2 separate regions of the Dromaius novaehollandiae genome follow, and region 2 is linked to region 1. The links are chromatin contacts, called in public Hi-C maps. All regions are on one chromosome and are shown on one strand. The core of a region is the stretch at or near the end of the contact, and the rest is flanking DNA. Distances in the headings are between cores, read along the strand shown. Region 1 overlaps FGF13 (fibroblast growth factor 13). Region 2 has its middle 160 kb from the start of ZIC3.

Region 1 (6,207 bases), core at 2,481-4,980:
CAATGAGGCTACCTTAAAATTCACCTTAATAGTAAACATTCACTTCAATAACCTGATTTATACCAGCTGTATTTCTGTATCTTTATAGCAAGATCATAAGGGACTTGTAAGTGGTGAAATGGATGTTCCTGTGTGTGCCTGTGCCATACACCTTTGCAAAAGTGTGCTTTGCTGTCCTATTAGTAATAGGAAAAAAAAATAAATTCCTGTGACACCAGTGTAGACATGTTGTTTGGACTCGTTTGTACAAGAGCTCACTCTTTCCACACATGAAAGCACAGTCTATGCTGGAGTCCAAGGGAGCAGGTGGCTGGTTAAATTTTGTCTTCTCAGACTGCAGAATCATGAATTCCAATACCAGCCACAGACTCCTGGATGTTCCCCGTTACAGAATACATCTGCAGTGCACAGGGCTGGATGTGCAGAAACTAGCCCCTATCCAGCAAAGCAGAGAAGCACATCACTATCTGGAAGCATGTGAGTCATCTCATTAAGACTATCAAGATATTTAAAAAATAATTGTGCACCTAATGCATTACAAAAGGTTCTTATATCCTGATCTTGTTCTCTTAGCAGATCTGCACATGTCTGCTGGGACAAGTTTCACTGATTCAAACAAGAATTTGTGCCTCTTCACAGTGACTGACTCTCTCTGCTAAACGCTCAGGATGGTCAATGGACCTCAGATCAAGAGCACCAGTTTCCTCCCAGATTCTCAGAGAAAATTTTCATTTTCTCTACCCCTTTCCAGCTGTGACCTCTGATTCCTTTAGAGCACTGTATCAGTCAAAATGGATTTGATCTGACCACATGCCCTGGTGGAGCAGACATTTTTGGAAAAGGAGGGCATTGTTTGAAGGTAGAAAACAGAAATAGTTTTGCCTAGGTTAATCCATATTCAGTCATCTCAAAATGTCAACCACAAAAGATCGTCTATCCGGTGCATAAAAGATCAGTGCCAATCACCTGGGAAAGGTCACAGAACAAACAAGAGATCAGCTCCCAGCACTCTGCGTGCTCCCAAATTAGGAACACATTATTCTGGTGTCTTTAGGTGCCCAACCTGAGCCAGAAACTTGCAGCAGCAACTGGCCAACTTCTCTCTGCCCACCACAAAGCCATAGCAAATACACTCAAGATCCTCCCACATCAGTATGCACAGAAGTTTGTTCATGCCCCTCACAGCACGATGACACTCAGAAACATCAGTGTAAATGACAGCATATCATCCCTGAAATATTTACATCTCAGCATGGGACACACTAGATGCGTGGGTTATATACCACTGTCAAACTTAACATAAGGCCACTTTACTACGTGACAAAATACCATAAGCAGTCCTTCACAGACACAAAGCAAGTTGCCTGGAGAACATCACATTCATTACCCAAACAGATCTTTTTCATCATTTCATAGATCTGACGACTCATCCTCTGTCAAGAGCTTGACAAAAACAAACACTCACTGGGTCTCCACTGAGTTGGAGCATCTATGCTTCCTCTTGTCACCTGCACCCAAGCATTGCCACCAACTTCTCAGTTTTTCGACACAGTTTTTGCCTTGCTTAGAAGCTAAGTTTTGCCCTATTGCTTGACTTCACAGGACTATAGAGTCCAATTCTCTGGAGCCATGTGACAGATGCCAGGCTTAGCACTTCGTGTTGCTGTGTTAATGATCTGAGACCCATCTGTTTTCTAAGAATGAAACCAAATTAACTGGGCTGAGATCAGAAGAGCCTGGTAACAAATTTCTGTGACTTTCACCTGACTGCAGAGATTATGGCACCAAGTTCAAAGGAGAATGTGAACAGAGTCAGTCACCAAACAAAGGGACTTTGAGCAAAAGTGCCATTTCTTGGATGGAGGTGGTGCTTTCCAGGAGCTGGAGCTGGCATACCTCATGGGCAGCTGTTTCTGCAAAGGTGTAAGTGAGGCTTTGCTCTGCTCCCTGTCATGGAACTGGAACCAGGTTACCTTAGCAAAAATGTTGGTCTCATTTTCTACTAATCAGAGGGAAGATGTGACCTTGAGGATTAGGAAAAGGTCCACAAGGTAAAACTTCCAGATTCTGTGCTTTATTCACCAGGTAATAATGGTGGTAAAACAAAGTATATCTCACCTAACTTCAGTGATGTAAAAGTAAGGTTACTCTAAACTCATCTGAGCCAACTATCTTGGCTGTACAGCCAAGAAAGAAGAGAAGAAGGCATCTCCAGACAGCTTCATTCATCCCCATTCAAATTCATCTCCATCTGAAAAGCACCATCATTTTCATAGCTGCATAAAGGAAAACACTACCTCTCTCTCACTGAAGTACCCTTTTGGGGGGAGGGGGGAAGAATTCAGACTATTATCTACCTTATGCTTTCTATCTACCATCTTTGTAATAGATTAATCTATGAATCATCATAGACCATTATCAAAAATAACTAACTAACATCCTCCTAGCTCAGTCTCTTGTTTCTGGCAGTGCTCAGTAATAGATGTGAATATAAAAACTGGCCAAGCACTCACACAGTCACACTACCCATCCTCCCCCACCCCCAAGACACACCTTCCAGCAACTGTCCCTCATGGCCTAGCAGAAGCTGCTGCTAGCAAGAGCAGAGCAAAGAGGACATCTATAAATCACATGGGGAATCTTGGATAGGAAAAGCAACATATCGTAAGTAGAAGGAAATTTATTAGCTTATGCTAGAAGCATTCTTTTTGCGAACAACACTCACAAGAAACATTGCCTAGCAGAACAGGAACAAAGACCACCAGTCAGCATTCACCATATTGGATTTAAATAGGCCTGAAGCATGAAGACCAGAACAATTGCATGTGCAAATTATACATCAGCAGATTAGAAGAAATTCAGAGAAATCAGAGAAGGAGGCTGATGGCAGAACATCTGCTACTGCTCCCAATTTTCACATTAGTCGGCTGGATACATTTCTGGGGAGTCAGACCTCATCAGAAAGCATAGGAAGATTTTGTTACTATGCAGAGAAACAAATCTCAGAAACCAGAGGAATAGATGTGAAGTTGCCCCAGCTGAGCACTGTTATTCTCTTGCTTATGACAGGGACACATTCGCTTGTGCAGAGACTAGGTAATCGTAGCTGCATTTTTAACTGTAAACCAGCACGAAGCCAACAGATTAAGCTTCAGAAGTTGGTACAAATAAAAGACTAGGATTTTAATTAACTGACCTGCCCATATGCATGGCCTTAGCTACTCCCCAATCATATGTGCTGAGTATGAATTGGACTTGCTCAAACCTCTGCAAACATGGATTCTACATACATAATATGGGCACTTAAACACAGGCATTTTTTCCTGCCTCTCTTCTTCCCAACTTGCAAATGTGAGCCAAACCAAGACGTTTCAAAATGCTGAGTTGCACAAACACAAGGGAATCAGAGTAGAGCTGCTAATGCTGGAAAAACTTTCACCACCTTCAGCCCTTCCTTTTTTTCCAGCTCTGTAATATATAAAATGTCTTACTCAGTGACTGTATTTTTAAAACATTATTGCTATAAATTTCAGCCCACTTAAAAAGTTCTGATGTAAAGTCTTTACAGGAGGCTTTGGGTAAAAAACAGAGTTTCCTGCACAAGAAGCATGCTGCACAACAATCTGTATACAGTTACAAGATACACAAACAGCCCCACTTCCAGCACTTTCAGTAGCAAACCCCAAAGCATGGCATTAGTGCTAAAACCAGAAGCTAGAGGGACACCTAGAGTTAGTTCTTGTCACTGCCGCAGCAAGGTCATTCACTTTCTTCGTCGATTTCGTTTCGGTCAGCGGTGATATTTAATTACAGCAAACGTACGTGGGCCCCCCCGGCTGTAAACAGCAGCCGGCTCCCGCGAGGGCCGGACGGGGCCCGGCAGGCAGAGAGGGGGCGAAGGGGGCTTCGGCGCTGCGGGGCCGAAGAGCCCCGGGCGCGGCGGCTCCCCGGGGCCGGGCGGGCGCTCTCCGCGGTGCTGATCCGCCCCGGCCGGCCTCGCCCTGCCCGCTCCAGCGCTCGCAGACCTCCAGCCCCGGGAGGGGTGAGCGAGCCCCCCGGCCTGCCCCCAAGGTTTATTCCCTGCTTCGTAACCAGCCAGTAGCACTTCTTTTGCACATTGTGGCGAGGACACGTACTAAAGAAAAGCTGCTCTCCAGCAAACGCTGCGACTGCTTCAGAACCACTTTAGCTTTGCCACTCTTACGCTACGCTAACCCACCATTTTTGCAAAACAAGGACAAGGCATTCAATAGTTAAAAACCAGGATCATATATTAATCGATTACATTGTGTAAACACTTTTTAAAAAAAACCTAAAACATTGCAGATCTTTTATGTTCTATACTTATCTTTACTCTATTTAGGCTTACTAGATTAATTTCAAGGAGAAAAAAACATGGATGCCGCATGCAATATCATTGAAGTTGTTTACGGATTGTGTTGCATTATTTCCAATAAAGAATGATATACATCCTAGAGAATACAGTTAATATCTAACCCTCTGTACGCACTGCTAATCAGATTATTGTTTGATATTGGGGCATTTTCCAAGAGCTCTTAGATTTGTTTTTCTCTTCTAGCCATAGGGCGTTGGTTCTTCCAGTAATCTGATCGTTTCATACACGAAATAGAGAACGCACTTTTCCACTATTAAGAAAAATAAGTTATACCACAGTGAGCCTTTAGCTAAAATATTTACAAAAGAATACAGAAATGCTGATATTCTGGTATTAAAAAGGTTTTCAAGTTATAAACACCATAACAAGATTGTGTTTAGTTAATGTTAGCACAGCACAGTGGAATTATTGTCTTTTTTCTTTAAAGCAAGAATTAGCTTTATTCCTGTTACAAGGTTTGGGTACAAGATTTACTAAGTATGAAGCACAGATGTTTAAAAGGCCACAAAAATCAACCTGTGCTGCATTTGAAATACTTTGTTCAAACAGAATAAATTTGCCAGTTCAGTAGTATATTCAGTATATCTACATTTCCAATCAGTAAGTATCAACAATAACACTTGCTTTAAATAGTGTATTTTTAGAGTAACCAAAGAAAACTGAAGCAGTCAAAGAACTACCACATTCTTTGAATAAATATTAAGCTTTAATTTCTTTACATAGCTTATTATCTCTACACAGGATTACTGCCAGGAAATACCTTCTAGTTTTTCCTTTAAAAATATTGCTTAAATACATCTTACCTGAATAAGACTTTCTTAACCCCAAAGCCATGCTTCCTTACAAGCTGCTCCTATCCAGACAATTGCAGTCTACATTTGGAGCAGACACACAGGGAGCAGATCAGAGAAAGTTTAAGGCATATTTAAAGTATTCTCTAAGGTACTGGCCAGAAACATCAAACCCATACTCGCGGTATAGAGAGATCATTAATGGGCATTAGTGACAGGCCATTATGACTTTCAGAGATCATTAAAGATTCATAATGTAGCAGTATTGTTCTGGCAACATCTAACTATTTCTTGGACATAAATGTACACTTCCCCTACATTATTTACTTAAACTTATTATTTTTGAGTGTCAAATTTTATTTTCTGTCTCCTAGAATTACAAAGAACGACTGTAACAGGATACCGTGGTACATTACACCAGCCATAGGAGCCTGGTGCTTGGTTTAGTTGATACCTTTCATTGTAAGGCATTTTGCAATATGAATAGCTCAACAATACTCATGAGGTAGAAAACGTATCATACTTCTTTATAAAATAAGCTGCATTACTGATGTACCATAAATGTTACAAGTACAAAAAGCACTTACGAGAGTTCCATTTACTAACAATTCCGAAATAATCACCCTGTAGACACCTTCTGATATTTTAAATCTCCCCTCAAACATTTTCAGAAAAGCTGCTTTTTTGACATTTGGATTTAGCGAAAATTATTAATAAGATATTCTAGTTGGGGCCAAAACAGCTATTGCTAATGCAATTCTGAGGAGTGAAACAACCACAGTTACAGTTCAGTTGTGTTAATCAAGGCCTGGATTTGAATATTCTGTTGCTGAACTGAGACCTTGTTTAACTCATCCTAGTTCAGTAAAGCAGCTTAAGCCCATGCTCACTTATCAGGTAAATTGGTATGATTAACGCAATTTAGAAGCAGAGTCAGTTTTTGAAGTCAAATACTATCTGTAACGCAATCTGGTCATACAATTACGAGCTGGTATGGAGGAGCTGTTTAAAAAGGCCCTT
Region 2 (6,207 bases), core at 2,010-4,509, 160 kb before region 1:
ATCTAACTGCTCATCATTCTTGCTCACAGGCTCCCTGTGACTTCAGTTGTACTGCTACAATAATTACACTTTTTTTTTTTTTTCTGGCTAAAGAAACACTGTGCAAGTCTGCAACATTTCGTGGAGAGATAATGCAAGCTTAAAAATGTCACAAAAACTATCTCCCAGGCCAGGCCCTGTGTTGCCCTTTGCCCGCTTTGCATTACTAACAGCATTTGCAGGGGAGCTAGGCCCACCATGCTATGTGGTTACTCCAGTGAGCCAAAGAGGCTGCAGAGCATCCGACCCCTTCTGCCTTGGTCTAACTGAGTGCAGGCAGTGCAGGGCAATGGGGAATCAGGCTTTATACATCCATATCTCAAAATGATATTCCTGCTCCCCCTTATGCCCCTTTTTAAAATCACTCTTTTGCAGGGATTGTTGCAGTACCGAGTGGCAGAGGAAGGTGGCTTTGGAAGAAGCGGAAACCCAGAGACATTTTAATGAGTAAAGATGCTGGAGTTCAGTTTGGGCACTGCTCCTCTTGTGCTGCCATCGGCCCAAGGTAAACTTAGTTCAAAATGAGAAAACGGCACAATTCAGATGTAAAACATTAACGGCAGAATAAAATACGGATAATATAGAAGTATCACAAAGAACTGGAGCTTTCTCCTTGACTTCACGTAAGCCCGTTGTATTTCCTGCTGTTAATCCCAATACCAGTCGGCGAGCTGAGTTTTCCGGGGGTTCAGCTTAGTGTGCTGAGGGGCTTCGGAGAGGGCAGGAAAGCCATTTGATCCATAGCGGAGCTAATTTCCCCTATCCATGCAAATGTGTGTAAGTCACATTATTGCTAATGAGCTGCAGGCGTGATTGGGGGGGAATGTGCTGCGCAGAGCTTACTTTCCGAGACAGGGTGTCGTTATTGTTCTGAATGGTCTCTGCAATGTGTGGTTGAAATGAAGCCAGGGGCATGGTGCCAAAGGAAAGGGGAAAAATACTTAAGGCTGACAGTTTGCCAGTAGCTTAGCAGCTGTCAACTAGTTCTTCCAGGAAGATATAAATATTTAAGATTAATGATACCTGGCTCTTACTCTCTCTCTGTGTATATAATATATAACAGTGCCTGTATAGCTATATGATGGATGTGTGTATTTGGAGAAATATAATTATTAATTTAAACTGCTTGCTGGTATCAAGAAAAAGAAAAGATAGGCTGAACACAAAATACAAAAGCCTCATCCTCTATTTATAAAAAGAGTTTTGTCTTCCCAGTTGGCTGTGGGGAAGAGGAAGGGCGGTTCGCTGGTCGGGGCATCCACTTGAGCTCTGGAGCTCTGCATCAAATTCTGTTGGGAACCTCCTTTCTGGAAAGCCAGAAATCTCCCTTTTTATAGAAATGCTTGCACTTAGATCCAAAGAACTATGTAAGTGTTTAATACCTAGCTAGATACTTAATTTCTACTGAAAGAGAGAATAAAGGGGAATTTCTTCCTCCTTAAAGAGACTCTGAGGATACATGGTAAAGAGAGGAGCAGCCCTCAGCTGTAACGCTCAGCAGGGAATCATACCCCGGGCTCGGAGACATGGCTGAAAACTTTGGGCATTTCCTCTTATCATGCTTTGATTTTAATTGAAATACAAATTTTAAACAGCTTCTACCAGCTGTTCAGAAGGCAGGAAAAAAAGAAAAGCCACAAGCACCTGGTGACATTTTCTTTCCATGTAAAAAGCTGGGAAGCAGGAATACGTTGCTTTTTGAGAGCAGGGAGAATACAGGAAAGGCTGGGTCTATCTTCTAGTCTCTGTCTTTTTGGGATGAGCATTCTTGGGCCTTTCTGACTAACCAAAATGGGCAGGGGCAGGTGGGGCCGTGCCGAAACCTGCACCTTTGGGATACTCATAAGTTTCTCACCTTTGATTTTTATCTCAGTCCAGCAAGGGCTTTTTTTGGTTTTCTTCAGTCTGCTACATGTTTTGTTGTTGTTGTTGATATTGCCATTAGCTTGCTTTCTGCATTGGAAGTATTTTTTCCCCTTGTTTGGCTGCCAAAAAAAATGGACCGTTTGTTTTCTTTGGATAAAAAGGAAGCATTTTTTTTCAGAAAAATTGGTGTTTTATTATATATTCATTTTCTCTGGAAAGATTTGTTTGAAAAATATTTGACCATTTCCAGTGTTTGCCACTTGGATGGGTATTTAATGTTTGAATGAAGCTAAATTATTTTTCTGTACTGAAACAAGTCCTCACTCTCTGAATTAAAAGACTTTTACATAACCTCTCTTACGGCACTAATTTAATTTGCTCCCAGTTACTAGTCCTATTAGGGGTCTCTTTGGAGAGCCTGCATTAATCTGCTCTTCTCTAATTTGTAGAGATTCATCTGAAAGTCAGCCTAATTGGAGTGGTTCATTGCCAATACCTCCTATACTCAGTGTTCTGCGCTCTGATGTGCATTAAACTGCTGTGTCAAATAAGTTGTGGGATTGAGTCGTGTTGAAGGTAGCCTTTTATCTGAATACATACGCTTTTCTCTGCAGGGACTGTCACCGATGCTCTGGGATGGCCCCTGCAATCACCAGGCAGAAGGGAGCGACGGAGGTGTTGCCTTACGCCTTCAGATAAGGGCATTTGTGTCAGTGACACTCGTGCTGTTTGCTTTCCCAGAGCATCTGTGCAAATACATTCACTGGTCGTTGTGGTGGTCGTGGTCACACCTGAGGTCCCAGGCAAGCCTGGGGTCTCCATTTACACCTGTAAAACTTCTCTGGTTTCCTCTCTCTCGTGATCTGGGAATAAGCGATACCACGTGGCTTCTCCCAGCTGAAAAGAAACGGCTTAAATGCTGCTGTCCCTGGAGTGAATGTACTTAACCCGGTTTGTTGTACCATTTAAAATGGCCTCGCTTAGGAAACTAGGATGTGCTTGTGGACATTTCCTGAGTGGAAAGAGAAGCAAAATTAATGGAGTTAATTGAATTAAGAACGGAGTCTGAATTATGTGCTGGGAGCTGTTGATTCAGCTGAGGAAAAGCATGTGAATGCTGCAGAGATAGCACGACCTGCCTTCTTTCTCACCATCAAATGCAGAAGAAGGAAAGATGCTTGTAATTTCAAACACTTTTGTAAGTGCAACCCTTCTAGGTATTTTCATGCTTCTGTTGTATTTTTCTGTCTGGCAGCACTGCACAGTTTTGGTCATTTCAGCTGTGTGTTAGTAGGTGGCAGTCTCGCTCAATTTTTAAAACAGAGTGAAGTTGAAAGCGGTGCAGATGTTCCCCGGCTAAGCGCCGGGCTAACTGAGCCGGGCAGGAGCTGTGTTCTCACTTCGCTGTAGCTACACACACGTATGGCGCTGGCAGCAAACCTCACATGAGGACTTTTTCCTCTGCGGTCTCCTTTCCCCCTGGAATGTGACTTTTAACCATACTGGTGAAAACTGGGCTCGTTAAGCAAGATGATCAACTGCTTTCAGACTTTAATGTTGCTCTGTAATAAGGGACCCAATTGTACAGTTTGGATTGTTTAATTACCCTTTGCAGCCTGCTTCACACCCGCAAAGGGCCGTTTGCACGTGCGGGGCCTCTGTTACTGCTGTGTCTGAAAATACCATTATGGGGCTGTCCAGACTGAACAGGAAACGGGAGCGCAGAGGCGGGGAGAGACTCGGCTTTCCTGGGGCCGTGGGAGCTGGGCCGCTGGCTCAAAGCCAATGAGGTGTTATTTTACCACAGTTCTTTTCCTGAGGTAAAGTGTTACCTTAGTAAAATAATATCAGCCCGCGAGACACATCCTTCCCTGCGGCTTGGCTTGCAGGCAGTAATTACAGGTATGTTTTCCTTTGCCTCCAGATACCACGGAGGTTGCTCTTTCAGCACGGTGGTAGCATGAACTGGAACACTTGGACCTCCCTTTTAAGAAAAAGGGGTCTGAGATGCTGCTGTGGGGTCGGTGGGCACCTTCTGGCCTGCATCCAGGCAGGACTTGCAGGGGAAGTCTGACCATCCTGATCTCCTGGTGGGCCCCGAGACCTTGAGTGGCTCCCATCTGGGCAGCTCTGAGCATGCCTAGCCGGTTTTGAGGGACCCGGTGAACAGGGAAGTCGCACAGAGAGGTGACACTGCCAGGGACAGGGGAAAGGGACATTGTAAACGGTGACTTTAGCTGCAATTACCCTAACTCCATCTGAACCCTTGTTTAGGCTCCTTGCTGGTTCTGGCCTTGAGTCTTAGTTTCTCATCTGTGAAAGGATAAAAGCATTTCACCTCTTTGCAGGGTGATCCTGGCTTAGTCTGCAGTGGGATTAGAGAATTAGCCCCTGAGCTGTCTTGCAAACTGAGCACACCTGTGTGAGAGCATCTCTCTCTTAGGACAGGCTTTGTGGTTGGAAATGCCTCATCCGGGAGAGCAAAAATCCCAAGGATGTAGTTCTTGAATTACTATCCTGAAAGAAAAGATGGAAAGCTGTTTAGCAGGGACTACAATGTTTGTGCAGAGAGGCATGAAACCTGCTGAAGTTTGTTTGGGGTTGGCGCTGCTGCAGCTCTCCAGGGGAGGCTGTGGGTCCCAATATACTGTTCATTCTGGGATATATAGTGCTGATGACTCAAGTGTGCCCACTGTTGGCTCTACCAGGGCTATTCAGAGATAGCATTCCCTCAGCATGGCAGAGCTGTCAGTGGAGGATTGGGCTTGAAGAAAGATATTGTGTGGCCTGGCAAGGAAAACCATGGGCTAAAGCCCCATGATGCTGCCCTCAGCCACGGGAGGGAAGAAGGAGGAACGTCACCTGCACCAAGGCAGCTCTCCAGCACTGCTGAAGAGGGCACCTCATGCACTTGTGGAGCATTTCAGCTCTCTTCTCTCTCCATTGGAGGCACTCAGCTGACCCACCGCTCAAGTCTGTCCTGTCTGATTGAACCTCCATCTGTGGAGAAAGAAATGGGAGGGCTTACCGAGCTGATTTGAAAGCCCTTCTGTGTTTCCCCTTGGCCTCTTTCCCAGTCTGAGTTGTCTGTATCAGTAAGCAGGTCACCTTTCTTAGCTTTCAGAGTTGATGGCTTTATGTTTATCATCACAATACATCTCAAAAGTTAGCCAAGAGAGATGACTTGCATGCAAGTCAGTCTACCAGAGAAAGATATTTTAAAGTAATTGTCTCCATTACAGATAGGTGGAGTAGAAAGTGGGCGATGGATAGTACATCTCTTTCTGAGAAACTTCATGTAGCTGGAGTATCATTCCATTAAACTGGGCTGAATGTTATAGTAGTCATCCAGTGAATTGAAGAGAAGGACTATTTTCAGCCTAGCATTAATCTAAATGGACATTTCCCCCATGTTTTAAATAATTTATTCCTTTGCTTTCTTGAAAGTTCAAGATAACTGCTCTTAAGAATAGCTCTAATCCATTTCATGAAGGAAAGGTTTTTGGGTATGGAGGGATCACGCAGAATTAGTCTGTGGTGTAACTGCAGCCCAGAAGAGGAGCTAGTCCTGCTCCTAAGGGAAGGAGAACCGCAGAGCTGATTTGTTAAGCGTGCAGCTCATGTGGTGTGGGAGGGGAAAGACAGGATGGACATCAGTTGAGACCTTATTTTCATGCCTCTGTAACGGAGTCTTTTGTTTGAAGCTCCATCAGGAAAATGGACCGAATCCTGCCTCTTCAAACTCAGGCAATGGTCATAGGGTCTGTGGGAAGGAAGAAAGATTTCACGGCATGTGGGATGTCTGGCCTGACCTGAGTAGTTTTGAAAAGTGGGAATAACTAATTTCAGGTGTTTCTTCTCTTAACCCTGAGAGTTTTATTTTACTCTGAAGTATGGCCACTTTAGCAAAGCAACGTGGTTATTAGTCTGGCACCACTGAGCAACCAGAAACTTATTTTCAGCAACTGTGAATGTGTCTGTGGAGTACCGGTGATGTGGTGTTATCCCTTCCACTGAGCACTTTATCACAGATTTTTAAAATAACGAGGTGGGGAGGCTGGATCAGAAGGACCACTTGCGCAGTGAAAGCTTCTTGTTGGGAACAGTGCTGGGGGAGAAACTCGGCCTCGCTGGCCTTCATCCCCTTTTCATGAGGCACGCAACAGATGAGAACTGGCCCAAATATTTCAGCTTCCCAAATCAGTGACCTCAATGTTATGAAGCAAAAGGAAGGGAGGGAATAGGGGCACAATCTTCCTGAGTCTTCGTGTTTAAATGTGATCACTACAAGGGGAAAATACC

What was found. Hi-C and Micro-C count contacts between places; a contact is called where the count stands out from the background.
Region 2: a contact with region 1 is called in a Hi-C map of liver, with 10 times the contacts expected there. The contact joins two enhancer-like sites. A contact is called at or near these places in 2 of 4 Hi-C or Micro-C datasets (brain and liver).

Annotation. Positions count from the first base shown.
Region 1 is chr11:20,810,099-20,816,305 of bDroNov1.hap1, reverse strand. The region is part of intron 1 of FGF13 (fibroblast growth factor 13); the gene reads right to left. Among named protein-coding and RNA genes, the nearest start is that of FGF13, 180 kb to the right of the region's middle. Within about 2 kb of position 3,730, at least 2 of the 2 cell types and tissues checked have open chromatin away from gene starts, as enhancers often do.
Region 2 is chr11:20,971,218-20,977,424 of bDroNov1.hap1, reverse strand. No RefSeq gene overlaps it. Among named protein-coding and RNA genes, the nearest start is that of ZIC3, 160 kb to the left of the region's middle. Within about 2 kb of position 3,259, at least 2 of the 2 cell types and tissues checked have open chromatin away from gene starts, as enhancers often do.